Regions from separate parts of the Pan troglodytes genome. Here all the other regions are linked to region 2. A link is a contact called in public HiChIP or PLAC-seq data. All regions are on one chromosome and are shown on one strand. Each heading gives the region's core, a stretch centred on a gene start, on an enhancer-like site or on the middle of the called end of the contact. The rest is flanking DNA. Distances are from core to core; before and after follow the strand shown. Region 1 holds the start of DCK (deoxycytidine kinase). Region 2 holds the start of GRSF1 (G-rich RNA sequence binding factor 1). Region 3 holds the start of RUFY3 (RUN and FYVE domain containing 3).

What was found. HiChIP or PLAC-seq counts read pairs in DNA pulled down with a chosen protein or histone mark.
Region 1: an H3K4me3 HiChIP or PLAC-seq map of stem cell-derived excitatory neurons shows a contact between it and region 2, with 2.9 times the contacts expected there. The contact joins the promoter of DCK here to the promoter of GRSF1 in region 2. A contact is called at or near these places in 1 of 7 Hi-C or Micro-C datasets (stem cell-derived neural progenitor cells) and 1 of 1 datasets of contacts at active chromatin or transcription factors (stem cell-derived excitatory neurons).
Region 3: a contact with region 2 is called in an H3K4me3 HiChIP or PLAC-seq map of stem cell-derived excitatory neurons, with 4 times the contacts expected there. The contact joins the promoter of RUFY3 here to the promoter of GRSF1 in region 2. A contact is called at or near these places in 1 of 7 Hi-C or Micro-C datasets (stem cell-derived neural progenitor cells) and 1 of 1 datasets of contacts at active chromatin or transcription factors (stem cell-derived excitatory neurons).

What each region holds. Positions count from the first base shown.
Region 1 is chr3:59,155,854-59,160,561 of NHGRI_mPanTro3-v2.0_pri, forward strand. It overlaps DCK (deoxycytidine kinase), which reads right to left and starts at 1,379. Exons shown (of 7, transcript XM_517245.8): 1 at 896-1,379. The coding sequence starts at 986.
Region 2 is chr3:59,307,794-59,312,326 of NHGRI_mPanTro3-v2.0_pri, forward strand. GRSF1 (G-rich RNA sequence binding factor 1) reads left to right here and starts at 2,599. Exons shown (of 10, transcript XM_016951610.4): 1 at 2,599-3,190. The coding sequence starts at 2,831.
Region 3 is chr3:59,444,750-59,448,796 of NHGRI_mPanTro3-v2.0_pri, forward strand. RUFY3 (RUN and FYVE domain containing 3) reads right to left here and starts at 1,319. Exons shown (of 16, transcript XM_009447769.5): 1 at 776-1,319. The coding sequence starts at 1,127. It overlaps LOC112209052 (U6 spliceosomal RNA), which reads left to right and starts at 2,942; the gene lies at 2,942-3,047.

The DNA of each region.
Region 1 (4,708 bases), core at 129-2,628, 150 kb before region 2:
AAACGTTAGTGATCTTTGAATCATAATCCAATGTTTACTTGGATGTGGAGTAAGGGGTGAGGAACTCCATGCTATTAAGATCATTAAAGACCTCTTTGCTTGTACTCGAATGTTTCGAGTTTCGTTAATAATATAGCTAAAACAATGCTTCGCTAATAATATAGCTAAAAAACTGTAAACAACCCTGAGGTCCACAACTAGAAAATGGATAAACGATGGTACATCCATGCAATGGAATACTACTCAGCAATAAAAAGAAACAAACCACAGACACAAGTAACATGAATGAATTTCAAAAGCATTATGCTAAATGAAAGACGCCAGACACAAAAGGCGATATAGCCTATGATTCCATTTATATGGCATTCTGGAAAAGGCAACACTTGCAGGGATAGAAATCAAATCAGTGGGTGCCCAGGGAATAGGAAGGGTGGAGGGGGCTGAATACAAAGGAGCAGGTAGGAACTTTCTGAGGTGATGAAAATGTTCTGTATCTCGATCATGGTGATAGCAAAAGGCATAATGTTTGTCAAACCTCATAGAAGAGTACACCTAAAAAGGGTGAATTTAATGTAAGTTACACCTCAAGAAATCTAATACCCTTCCCCCGCTTCCCTTTGCGAGTTCCCAACAAAGAGGGAGCAGAGGCTCAAAGCGCGCCTCACAGAGACCGCAGGCCTGGCGCCCAGTCTGACCCCGGGGACCGCAGTCACCCCGTGGAGCGGGAGGTAAGGGAAGGATGCTCTGGGTGGGAAAGGAAGCCGAGGCCGCGTCCACACCGCCAGGCTGGAGGGAAAGCCCTCACCGAGGAGCTGCGAGAGATGCGGCGAAGGGAAGCTTCAGCCACTGCCGCGACACCCCAGCCTTGCGTCCCACATTTCCGGAGGCTCCTTACCGATGTTCCCTTCGATGGAGATTTTCTTGATGCGGGTCCCCTCAGAGCTGGCTGAGAGAGACGGGCAGCTTCTCTTGGGCGGGGTGGCCATTCCTTAGTCTTGTGGCGGCCCAGAGCTCGTCCGGCAGAGAGGGCTGGGAGGCGGCCACAGGTGCGCGCACTGGAGCTCGCGGCGCCGCTAAGCCAGATCCTGACCTGCCGGGTCAGCTAGTGAGCTCACCGGCCCGCCGGCGGGTGTCGGGGTTTGACTTTGGCGCGCGGAGGCAGCTGAGGACACTGGCGGGCCTGCGGAACGGCCCCGCCCTCCTCAAGCCGCGCTCCCTAGCTGCCCCTCGGCCCTCGCCCGCCTCCAGCGCGGGTTCCCGCGTGCGCGCTCCGCACGCCAGGTCACGTGGAGGCCGGGGCGGGGCCGCGCGTGTGGCGGAAGGCCTCTGCCCCCAGCAGCCAGGCGCCCGGGCGGGGCGCGGGAAGAGGTTCCGGAGTCGGGTGGGGAGGAAGGGTGGACCCCAGAGGCCTGAGGGCGCTGGAGGGCAGAGGGCGTCACCTGCAGTGGGCCGTGCCAGGCTTTGGAAAACCCGCCTCTCTAGTGGGCCTGTTGGAGATGAACAGACGCGTCTGGACAGAACTGGATAGACTTAAAGCTTTGAACTCATCTGGGGAGAAGGCACTGTGTGGTAGGAAAATCAAATGGATTTACTGTGGCTTCTCAGCCTAGAGGAAGACTATCAGGCGAAGTGCCGTCCTTGGGAATCGCACTGCCCACTTAGAGAGCCAGGCTGTTTTCTTCTATGTGCTTTTCATTAATTAACGAAGTCTAGTGCCAGAAATACCGTCATTAGCCCATTTACCTGCCAGTGGGAAAACAGGCACTGAGAGGCTGCTTGTTCCAAGTGTCAAAGTCAGTAAGTGAAACTGGGATGGGAATTTAGGTAGTCAGATGCCACCCACAGGAGGCCTTTCCAGATCTCCCATACCGCTGTCCATTTGATTTGGATGCACGACCATGCTGTATAGAAGTTAGCACGTTGGGTAGGTAGGTTTCTGTTCAGCTGTTAACTCAGCCTGCCCGACACCTGGCACATAGGTAACAAAATGTACTGTATGTTGAATTTTTGAATGTCTACTCATGTGCCATGTACTCTGCTAGAATACTCATCTAGATGGGACAAATGCAGTGTAGGATTTGTCCCAGCTAGATGAGTGCATTTTTAGTCAGGGTAAAGACCTAATGAGGCAAGAGAATAGGGAATTAGGGTAACCAAGGGTTAAGGCATAAGCAAAAGAACAGCAGGTGCAGCAATTTCTAGGCAAGACTAGGCAGCATACAGGCCACACCTTCACTCCTGTGATTACAAGACAGAAGTTTCCACATCGCCTCTGATTGTCCTCGGCCATCACCATTTCAGCCTCTGATTGGTCGCAGGCCAATCCTTCATAGGGTGCAACCAATTGGACGACTGTAAAGGGCACCTAGGGATTTACCAAATTCTTTTAGCCTAGTAACCCTTAAGAACACTGCAATTGGGACTCTTGAAGCACTTGCTTCGCTTCAATAAATTTGTGCTTTTGTTACTTCGTTCTTTTGTCGTTTTGTCTTTCGTTGCTTCTTTTGTTGCTTTGTTTCTACGTTTTGTTCAATTCTTTGTTCAACACGCCAAAAACCCAGACAACTCAGTCAAGACTTCCCATCCAGTAACACTAATAAACCGGATATTACCCAGTCTGGAAGTTATCTGGTCCAAATTGTCTACAGAAACCAAAGGCCTTGCTATTCTTTTTTACATTGCAACTATCATCAGACCTGAAATGCATCTAAATGTGTAGCCAGAAGGGGAAAATGGTGACTCCATCCTCAGAAATAAAGAGCAGAAATTAAAATGTGAATCCTCGGGGATCACATTTTCCAGGATTAAACAGCAAGAATCATTCTATGTAACTGCCCTATATTATTCTGTTATGCAATTATTTTGTATATATTACTTTTACTTATCCCCATAGTGATTAATAGCAAGATCCTAGGAATATAAGAGGCCTGAATAGTTGTCATCAGGTATAGCAAGGAAGTTGGGAGAAAGGTGCTGGGGAAGCTAATAGGTATCACATTTCACAGCCAAGCTTGGGGGAAAACTCATGAAATGGTAAGAGTACTGGCAGCTACCGAGAGGAGGAAGGCAAGTCTCTTGAGACCTTCAACAGGAAAGCAGAGCTGGTCCTGGATGGATGTCATAAAGAGGCTTGGGGTTAAGCAGTAGAAATCTCCAAGTGTGGTTTCCACAAAAAAGACCCACACAAGAAGTATCTTACAATGATGAAGAGTTTAAGCACTGGAAAATGAAAGATTTCAAACACCAGTTCTACCAGTTTCTGGCTGCAAAAACTTGAATTCATCTGAGCTTAAGAGTATACTTTGAAAAATACAAATGTGGGAAGCTGAGGCAGGTGAATCGCTTGAGCCCAGGAGTTTGAGACTAGCCTGGGCAACATGGCAAAACTCTTGTCTCTACAAAAAATAGAAAAATTAGCCAGGCGCCTGTAGTCCCAACTATTTGGGAGGCTGAGGTGCGAGAATTACCGAAGCCAGGGAGTCAAGGCTGCAGTGAGCCAAGATCATGCCACTGTACTCCAGTGAGACCCTGTCTCAACTAACAACAACAAAGTAAATGGGGGAAGCAAAGAATCTAGCTTTTTTGGCATTAAGTCCAGCATAATTTCCCATTTTCCTACACGACCTGGGGGTAACACAAGGAGAGAACAGAGAAAAGCACTTTTCAAAACATCTTGATTTTTGGTCCACAATCTCTTATCTAAAACCCTGGCAGCCAGATGTTTCAGAATTAAAAACTTTTAGAAAAGATTTTTAAAAAAGAAATTCTAAACTTTGGAACTGGCTGGACGCAGTGGCTCTTGCCTATAATCCCAGCACTTTGGGAGGTACTCTGGAATGCTTGAGCTCAGGAATTCGAGACCAACCAGGGAAACATGGCGAAACTAATAGAAAAAATACAAAAATTAGCTGGTTGTGGTGGCACACACCTGTGGTCCCAGCTACTCAGGAGGCTGAGGTGGGAGGATGGTTTGGGCCTGCAAAGTTTTAGCTTTAGTAAGCTATGATCGCGCCACTGCATGCCAGCCTGAGTGACACAGCAGCAAGACCCCGTCTCAAAAATAAAATTTGGAATCGAAACTTTAGAAACGATACAGTGCATATACTGTATATTAATTATTAAGTAAGCACCCCCACTCCCCCTGCAGAGGTGTTAAATCAAATGCACTAATATTTTGCAGTGAAACAAAGAGTGTTAACATGAAGTGGGATAAAGACTATCAACATCTGGTCAGAATAAGTTCGCACTGAATTCAAAAAAAATACCTTTGGGGCCAAGCACGGTGGCTCACGCCTGTAATCCCAACACTGTGGGAGGCCGAGATGGACAGATTACCTGAGTTCAGGAGTTCGAGACCAGCCTGGCCAACATGGCGAAACCCTGTCTCTACTAAAGATACAAAAACTAGCCGGGCGTGGTGGTGTGTGCCTGTGGTCCCAGCTAATTGGGAGGCTGAGGCTGGAGAATCGCTTGCACCCGGGAGGCGGAAGTTGCATTAAGCCAAGATCATGCCACTGCACTCCAGCCTGGATGAGAGTGAGACCCCGTCTCAAAAAAACAAACAAAAAAATTTTGGTTTTCTGAGCTTTTCAGGTTTTGAAACTGCAGATAAGAGACAGGATACAGCACACCCAGCCAGTCATGATCGTGCTGCCACCTAATCCTTTCTTACCAGAAATTTTACTACTCCTTCAATTTGGGAATTTTC
Region 2 (4,533 bases), core at 1,349-3,848:
TCAAGGCTAGTGTGAGTCATATTCCCACCACTGCATCCCAGCTCGGGCAAAAGAGCAAAACCCTGTCTCTATATAAATAAGTAACTCTAGGATTCCCAAATCTTGCAGATGAAGAAACCCCCTTCTCTTTTTTGGCTGGGGTGGGGAAGACTAGCCTGTTCTTTGTTTTCCTTGGGAAGTTACAGGATTACTGATGAACAAAATTACTGTTCAGGGAAGAGACATCCAGTGGCTTCTATGTCCAGGCCCATTCCCAGGAACCACATTTCCAGAGGGGCCTCAACCCCTGAGGCCTCAACTGGCCCCTTTCCAGGTATCCAAGAACAAATCACGAACAAGCACTGGGAAACAAAAACCAGCCTGACCTCAGCACCTGCTCTCACCCCAAAGGGAGGTGAGGGCTGCTGGCATTGGTGGGTCCTGGGCCTAGCCTCTAGCCAGAGGATGTGGGGACCTCTCTTGGGGGCCTGCCCTTCCCACACCCCCTCTCCCAGCCAGGCTGTCTTGGACATTTTTGGGACTCCTCTGAGGGATCATAGTTCTTGCTCTAGGGTTTTCTTTTGTCATTTTAACACTGAGGCATCCCAGCCTCCCTTCCTGGAAGATGAAGTATTTGCACTGTTGCCTTTTCTTTTGCCCCTGTTTTTGTATAAAAATGACAATACTCTCCGTCGGACTGTATTTTAGCCCAAAAAACAAAACTAAACCCCCTTTTCTTTGATACTCCAGGTTCATAGAGCCAAGCCTATCAATTTTTTTCTTGTTCTTTGTTTTTTGGTTGGGGAAAGGGTTTTCTAAGAAATACTGAATTTTCCTTACCTAAAAGTAGTCCAGGTTAAACAAGTCAAACTTTAAATGTAATACCCATTGCTTTAAAATATTCTAGCAAAGAAAATAAGGTTTGGAAGATGGTGGTAGGGGATAGATGACACAAGATTGAAAAGTGTTGACAATTTATGAAGTTCTGGAAATTCATTCTGCTCTTCTGTTTGACATTTTCCACAGTAAGGAGTTTTTAAAAATATTAGCTCTCTCTTATTTTTTACTCTAACAACTTCCTTTTGCTTGTCTTTGACAAGTCCTGGCTCAGGAGGAGGAAAGCTGCACAACCAGTCTTCGTGTATGTGTGTGCAAATCTCTGTGTGTTCACTTGTGAATACAGTTTCATTAGGGGAGGGTTCACATTTGTTATGTATTATCAGTACATAATAAATATATATGTTTTCTTTTATTTTTTTAGAGACAGGGTTTCACTCTGTCACCCAGGCTGGAGTTCAGTGGTGGCAATCATAGCTTACCACAGCCTCTACCTTCTGGGCTGAAGCAATCGGCCTCCCAAGTAGCTGGGACTACAGGCCCACGCCATCACGCCCGGCTTTTTTTATTTTTTGTATAGACGGGGTCTCCCTATGTTGCCCAGGCTGGTCTGGAACTCTTGGGCTCCAGTGATCCTCTCACTTCAGCCTCCCAAAGCGCTGGGATTATAGGCATGAGCCACCACGCCGGGCCTATATTTCATTTTAAAACAACGAAGTTCTCCTTCCTCACATACCTCAAATTCGGGGGGTACCAAATCTCTGATATTATCCCAACGATTTTTTTATAACCAGGGTATCACAATTCCTTTCAGAAAGGGTTCTTTAGCCACTCACACCACGGGTTTCGGTGGCACAGCGCCGGGCAGCACAGACCTGTGCTACAGCTCTCGGCCCTACCCAGAGCAGGATGGCCCTAACCTAATTTTTTTGTTTGTTTGTTTGGAGATGGCGTCTCACTCTGTCGCCCAGGCTGGAGTGCGGTGGCACGATCTTGGCTCACTGCAACCTCCGCCTCCTGGGTTCAAGCGATTCTCCTGCCTCAGCCTCCTGAGTAGCTGGGATTACGGGCACCCGTCACCACACCCGGCTAATTTTTGTGTTTTTAGTAGAGACACAGTTTCACCATGTTGGCCAGGCTGGTCTTGAACTGCTGACCTCAGGTGATCCGCCCTACCTCGGCCTACTAAAGTGCTGGGATTACAGGCAGGAGCCACCGCGTCCGACCTAATTTTTTGTATTTTAGTAGAGACGGGATTTCACCGTGTTGCCTAGGTTGGTCTCGAACTCCTGACCTCAGGCAGTCCGCCCGCCTCTGCCTGCCAAAGTGCTAGGATTACAAGAATGAGTCACTAAGAATGAGTCACTGCGCCAGGCCCCTAGCCTCACTTACTTTGGGCCTCAGTGTCCACCGCCTGAAAAAAGAGCAGTTCGGCCGGGCGCGGTGGCTCACGCCTGTAATCCCAGCACTTTGGGAGGCCGAGGCGGGCGGATCACGAGGTCAGGAGATCGAGACCATCCTGGCTAATACGGCGAAACCCCGTCTCTACTAAAAATACAAAAAATTAGCCGGGCGTGGTAGCGGGCGCCTGTAGTCCCAGCTACTCGGGAGGCTGAGGCAGGAGAATGGCGTGAACCCGGGAGGCGGAGCTTGCAGTGAGCCGAGATCGCGCCACTGCACTCCAGCCTGGGCGACAGAGCGAGACTCCGTCTCAAAAAAAAAAAAAAAAAAAAAAAAAAAAAAAAAAAAAAAAAAAAGAGCAGTTCGATTGCACCCACTTCCCCGGGCCCCGCCCAAACCACGGGCAGCCCCGCCCAAACCACGGGCAGCCCCGCCCAAGGGCGGAGCGTCGCACTCTCCTCCACCTCCTTCCGACTCTCGGAGGCCCCCCCACCCAGTGCCCGCGGCGCATGTGCCAGGCACACCCCACCCCCAACCGGCCCTGGATTCCACTTCCGTTCCACTATCGCTGCGGGAGCAGCTTCCTTCAGGCCCCGCGCCGCCTCCGGAGTCCATGGCCGGCACGCGCTGGGTACTCGGGGCGCTGCTCCGGGGCTGCGGCTGTAACTGCAGCAGCTGCCGGCGCACCGGCGCCGCCTGCCTGCCCTTGTACTCTGCCGCTGGCTCTATCCCGTCGGGCGTCTCCGGCCGCCGCCGCCTGCTGCTGCTGCTCGGGGCCGCCGCGGCCGCTGCCTCCCAGACGCGTGGCCTCCAGACCGGGCCTGTGCCTCCCGGGAGGCTGGCGGGGCCTCCCCCTGTGGCCACCTCTGCCGCGGCCGCGGCCGCCGCGTCCTACCCTGCCCTCCGTGCCTCTCTGCTGCCGCAGTCGCTGGCGGCGGCGGCGGCCGCGGTCCCGACGCGCAGCTACAGCCAGGTACGTGGGCGCCGCGAGGGACCTGGCGCGAGATCCCTCCCAGGCCGCGTGCACGCGCCCCCGCGCCCCTCCGTCCCTCCGTGTGCGCCTCGCGGGCACGCCCGGGGATCCGCGACACTCGCCGCACACCCGCCCCCGTCCACCCTGTGCTCCTATTGGGCCCTGGAACAAGGGAAGCTCTCCCAGGCGTCGGGTTTTCTGCTTGTTTTGTTCTCGCCTCGAGTCTCTGGTCGGTTGGGCAGTGTAAGTGTGGCTGGGGTGAATGTTGAGGCCTTGTTCCCCGCCTGGCCCATGGTAGGTTTCGTGAGGCTGCTGACGCCCCCACCTCGCATCTTCTTGCTTTCCGCCGGCTGGTTGTGAAGTTGCGAGGCCCGAGCCCGCCGGAGGGTTGGGAGTTTCCGTGCAGCCCGAGCGCTAGGCCTGGGCGGCCCTCGGCGCCTCTCGGTCGGCCGCTGCTGGGAAGGTGCGCGCACACAGTTGCGTGGGCTGGCTTGTAGGGAAGGAGCCTGTCCCCATCGCGCCGTTCCCTCTCCTGTCCCCAGGGAAAGACGAGCTGTCCCGGTTTACTGAAGGTCACCTCTGCAACTCCACTCATACAGAAGGTCTTTTAGGACTGTGTGTCGCTTCGTCTGGGAAAGCAGTTTGGAGATTTAGCTGTTGGGGGGAGGGGGTGAATGGGAGGGAGCGTTGAGGGTTGAGGACACAACTTGGGGTCCCAGGAATGAATTTACAATGTTTTCCTTTCCATTTTTTCTTAATTTTTTAAGAAAAGTCGGTGTGTACTTAGATTGCAAATATTTTGTGCCTTGTAGATGAACCTTTCTCTTCTTGGTACGTGGCATCTGGGAACTGTCTGCACACTTTTTAACTACCCAGCCCCTGATTCCTTAGGTCATATTTATCTTAATTCAATTTGTGCTTCTCCTTTAACTTAGGGAGACTGGGAGGCTAATCAGCATGGCTGCTGTCTGCCAGTGGCTGAGCTAATTGATTTGAATCCTGGCCCAATACTTTACGCTGCCTTTTTCTGTAAAAGCTTGTGATGCTTATGGAATTATGGAAAAATGGGGAAAGTTGTCTACAAAAACCACAACAAAACCATCTCCAATAAACTTTTGTGAGCTAGCTTCTCTCTTTTTTTTTCTATGAAATTGACTGCAGTGATATCTGTAGAGCATCTACTATGTGTTAGACACTGCTTACATTTATTCCTTAAAACTAAACATTAAGCCTTTTTTTTTTTTTTTTTTTTGGAGACCGAGTCTCGCTCTGTCGCCCAGGCTGAAGTGCAGTGGAATGATCTCGGCTCACTGCAAGCTCCGCCTTCCGGGTTCACGCCATTC
Region 3 (4,047 bases), core at 69-2,568, 140 kb after region 2:
CAGTTCACTAATAAAAAATACAGCACGGAGTGTGGGTCAGCTGCATTCAGAGCGCTCGCGTGTGCCAGTGGCTTTAAAAGTGGAGGCCTCTTCCCGACAACCGATATAACCCTGGGAGGTACCCTTCCAAAGCCACACATTCCCTTCTTGTCTTCTCATGCACCGCTCCGATTTCTCTTTCCACTCCGGGGGACGGATCTGTCATATTTACCGGCATGGAAGGAACGCTCGTAAAAAATTAGTTACTAGTATTACTAAGGCCGCACTGGCGGCGGCGGCGCAGCGGCCACACCTACTCAGCTGCCGCGGCGCCGGGAGCCCGAAAAAGGCGGGTCAGAGGGGCCACGGGGTCTCCGGGCGCCGCCCCCTCTTAGACTCCTTCGGGGAAGGTTCCCAGCCCAGGACCCGGGACAGGGCCAGGGCGCCCCGGGTGGAGGGGGGCAGGCGGGCCGCTTCTTGCCCCCGCCCAAGCACGTGGGAGGCCGGCGAAGACCAGCGCCCAGCCCAAGACGGGAGAGAGACCAGGCCAGGCAGGAGTCGCGGCCTGGGGAGACGCGGAGGTAGACTCCGGCGCCCGAACCGAGGTCGTCCCGCTGCCTCCTCACCGGGCGCCTCGGGACAACAGCTTCCCGAGGGCAGCCCCTAGAGCCCCCGCCTCCCGGCCGCCCGGCTCGGGTCACCCCGCGGGAGGCGGAGCTCCGCGGGGGCAGGGCCGGCCCTCCCCAGCCGAATGCCCCTTTCCCCGCGGGCGTCCCCATGCCCCTCCGCCACTCACGGTGCTTGCCGCTGCCGCTGCCGCCGCCGCTCGGGTAGCTCAGCAGCAGGAAGGGCAGCGGGGAGCCGGGGGACGGCGGGGTCCTCCAGGAGCGCTGCTGCTGCGGCGGCGGGCGCACTCCGAAGCCGGCGCCTCCATCGCCGGGGTACAGCAGGAAGAAGGGGGCGGCCACCGGCGAGTCGGGCTCCGACTGCCCGGCGGGGGAGGCCGGCGGCGGCCCCGCCTCGCCCTCTCGGTCCGTGCCCCCGGCGGGAGCGCGGCGCGGCTCCTCCGGCCGCCACTCCCCGCCCCTCGCCGGCTCCTCGCTGCAACTTTCGGCACCAGCGGTGGGCGGCGGCGGGGTCTCAGCCATGCTCACTCCTTCCTTCGCCGCAGCCTCCGATTCGCGCCCGGGCCTGGGCGGGGGAGCAGAGGGTCAGGGCGAGGAGCCGCCGCCCCGTCCCGTCCGCTGCGCCGCCACCGCCACCTTTCTTCTCGGCCACGGGCTGGCGCCTGGGCTCCGCCGCTCGGCCCACAGCCCGCCCCGCCAGGGTCCAAGCCAGCTGGAGGGACCGCCCCGCCCGACGGCGCGGCCTCGCTACCGGCCGCCTCCTCCAGCCCCTCCCGCCCCGGCCCCCAGCCTGTGACTCGGCTCCCCTAGGGGGCAGCGTCCTCCTCTTCCCACTCCCCACCTTCCGCTTCCCTCCGGCTGGGCTGACTCCCTCCCGACCCTCGGGCCCTGGGCCTCTTCCTTACCCGCCCCCGCTGGGCCCTCTAAGGCGGTCAGGTGTCTAGTGCTTGAAAGGTGAAGACCTGGCGAAATACCTGGCGGCGTTTTGTCGTGTAACCGCCAACTTTATCGGTAGCACGAAGGCACAAAGATCTGGGTTGAAGAAGAGGCGAAAGCTAATTTTAAAAAAGCACCTCCCTGCCCCCGGGTATTAAACTGTACCATTTGCCTTTCACACACTGCAACTTCAACCGTTGATTCACTGTTTTGAGTATTGAGCTCTTTATGTGAGAAACCAAAGGTGGGTGTCTTCCTTCCACCACCTCTTTTGTTCCCGTCTTGTGCGCTGTACTGAAATCCTGTATTTGCTTTGACTTTAACTCCCTGGTTTTCTAGTGCCGCGGGTGCGCATGAGTGCATTTTAAATCAAACAGCTTAGAATTCATACGACAAATGTCAATTACAGGTCGACAGTTTTCTCTTTCACAGTGCCCGTGTCTCGCTAGTAATTAGCCACCGTTGCTTTGAGAATTCGAATCAATGATTACTGATCCAGTAATTCCCTTAAGTAAACATTTCTTTCGGCAATAAAGACAATTTCCAGTTACTCTCATGGTTCTTTATCCTGGATTCCTAGCTGATTAGCCTTGTGTTTAATGCTGGCGTAGAAGCCATGTTGACTCATAATTAAAAATCACTGTTGTGTAACATTTTGCCCACCTGCTTTTTCCTCTTCTCTGTTCAGCCCTTCCCTGTGTAGAGGAAGTTGTACTTCTTTGAAAGGAAAAGTAAACATTTTTATTACTGTTGTTATTCTCTGTAAATCACTCTTGAAATTACTACTCGCAATTACCATGAGACTTACAATACTACTTTTCACTGAGTCTTTTAACAAGAAGCATTCAAAAAGGAAATGTTTACAGGATAGCTTCAAACAGTCTTAGAAAATTTCTTAGCTTTTCGGTTTCTGGCATTTCCCTGACCTGTTGATCCCAGTCCTACTACCTATTTGAGTAAGTTATTTGTCTAGCTCTGTAAAATGATTATGTTATTCATAGATACTGTGAGGGCTAAATAAGAAATAGAAATAAAGCGTTTAAAATACAACTTAACATTGGGGTAAATAATAATTATTACGGCCGGGTGCGGTGGCTCATGCCTGTAATCCCAGCACTTTGGGAGGCTGAAGCGGGTGGATCACGAGGTCAGCAGTTCGAGACCAGCCTGACCAAAAAGGGGAAACCCCGTCTCTACTTAAAATACAAAAAAAAAATTAGCTGGGCGTGGTGGCGAGTGCCTGTAATCCCAGCTACTTGGGAGACTGAGGCAGGAGAATCGCTTGAAACCAGAAGGCAGAGGTTGCAGTGAGCCGAGATTGCACCACTGCACTTTAGCCTGGGCAATAAGAGCAAAACTTCGTCTCAAATAAATACATAAATAAATAATTATTAGTAGTAGTACTCACTTCAGCAGCACATAAACTAAAATTGGAACGATACAGAAAAGATTAACATTTCCCTGCACGAGAATGACCTGCAAATTTGTGAAGTGTTCCATATTAAAAAATAATTATTATTAGGGATATTTTATCATTTTGGCAAAATAACATTTAACTTACAATAATAAAAACATACTGAGTTGGGGGGAAAAAAGCTGTTTCATTATATCCTTAGCATTTTGAAGGTGGTTTGGGCCTTAACTCTTGGTGCTGGTGAGAATCTCAATAGGAAGACATATTTGTCTTTTAGGAATTGCTAACTGCATGATACCTTCATAAGAAAAACCGAAAGCATTTGACCCAGCAATCTCATTAACTGGGTATATACCCGAAGGACTATAAATCATTCTACTATAAAGACACATGCACACGTATGTTTATTGCAGCACTGTTTACAATAGCAAAGACTTGGAACCAACCCAAATGCCCATCAATGATAGACTGGATAAAGAAAATGTGGCACATATACACCATGGAATTATGCAGCCATAAAAAAGAGTGAGTTCATGTCTTTTGCAGGGACATGGATGAAGCTGGAAGCCATCATTCTCAGCAAACTAACACAGGAACAGAAAAGCAAACACCGCATGTTCTCACTCTTAAGTGGGGGTTGAACAATGAGAACACATGGACATAGGGAGGGGAACATCACACACTGGGACCTGTGGGGGAGTGGGGGTAAGGGGAGGGGAAGCATTAGAAGAAATAACTAATGTAGCTGATGGGTTAATGAGTGCAACAAACCACCATGGCACATGTATACCCATGTAACAAACCTGCACGTTCTGCACATGTATCCCAGAACTTAAAGTATAATTTAAAAAAAAGAAAAACTGATTGACATGTATTATATGGTTTTAACACTCATCCTTAACTGGATCCTTTATCTTGTTTTTACATGCAGAAATTCCAAAATATTATATTCTCATCAGGTTCCTTCACAGAGATGTTTTGCAATGTTTTGGTAAAGAATTTGACAATAATCTACACTTAACCACGGTAGGTAGAAGAAATGAGAGCAGAGTCCTCACAGATGATTCTTGAGAAAGGCCAATAATCAACCAA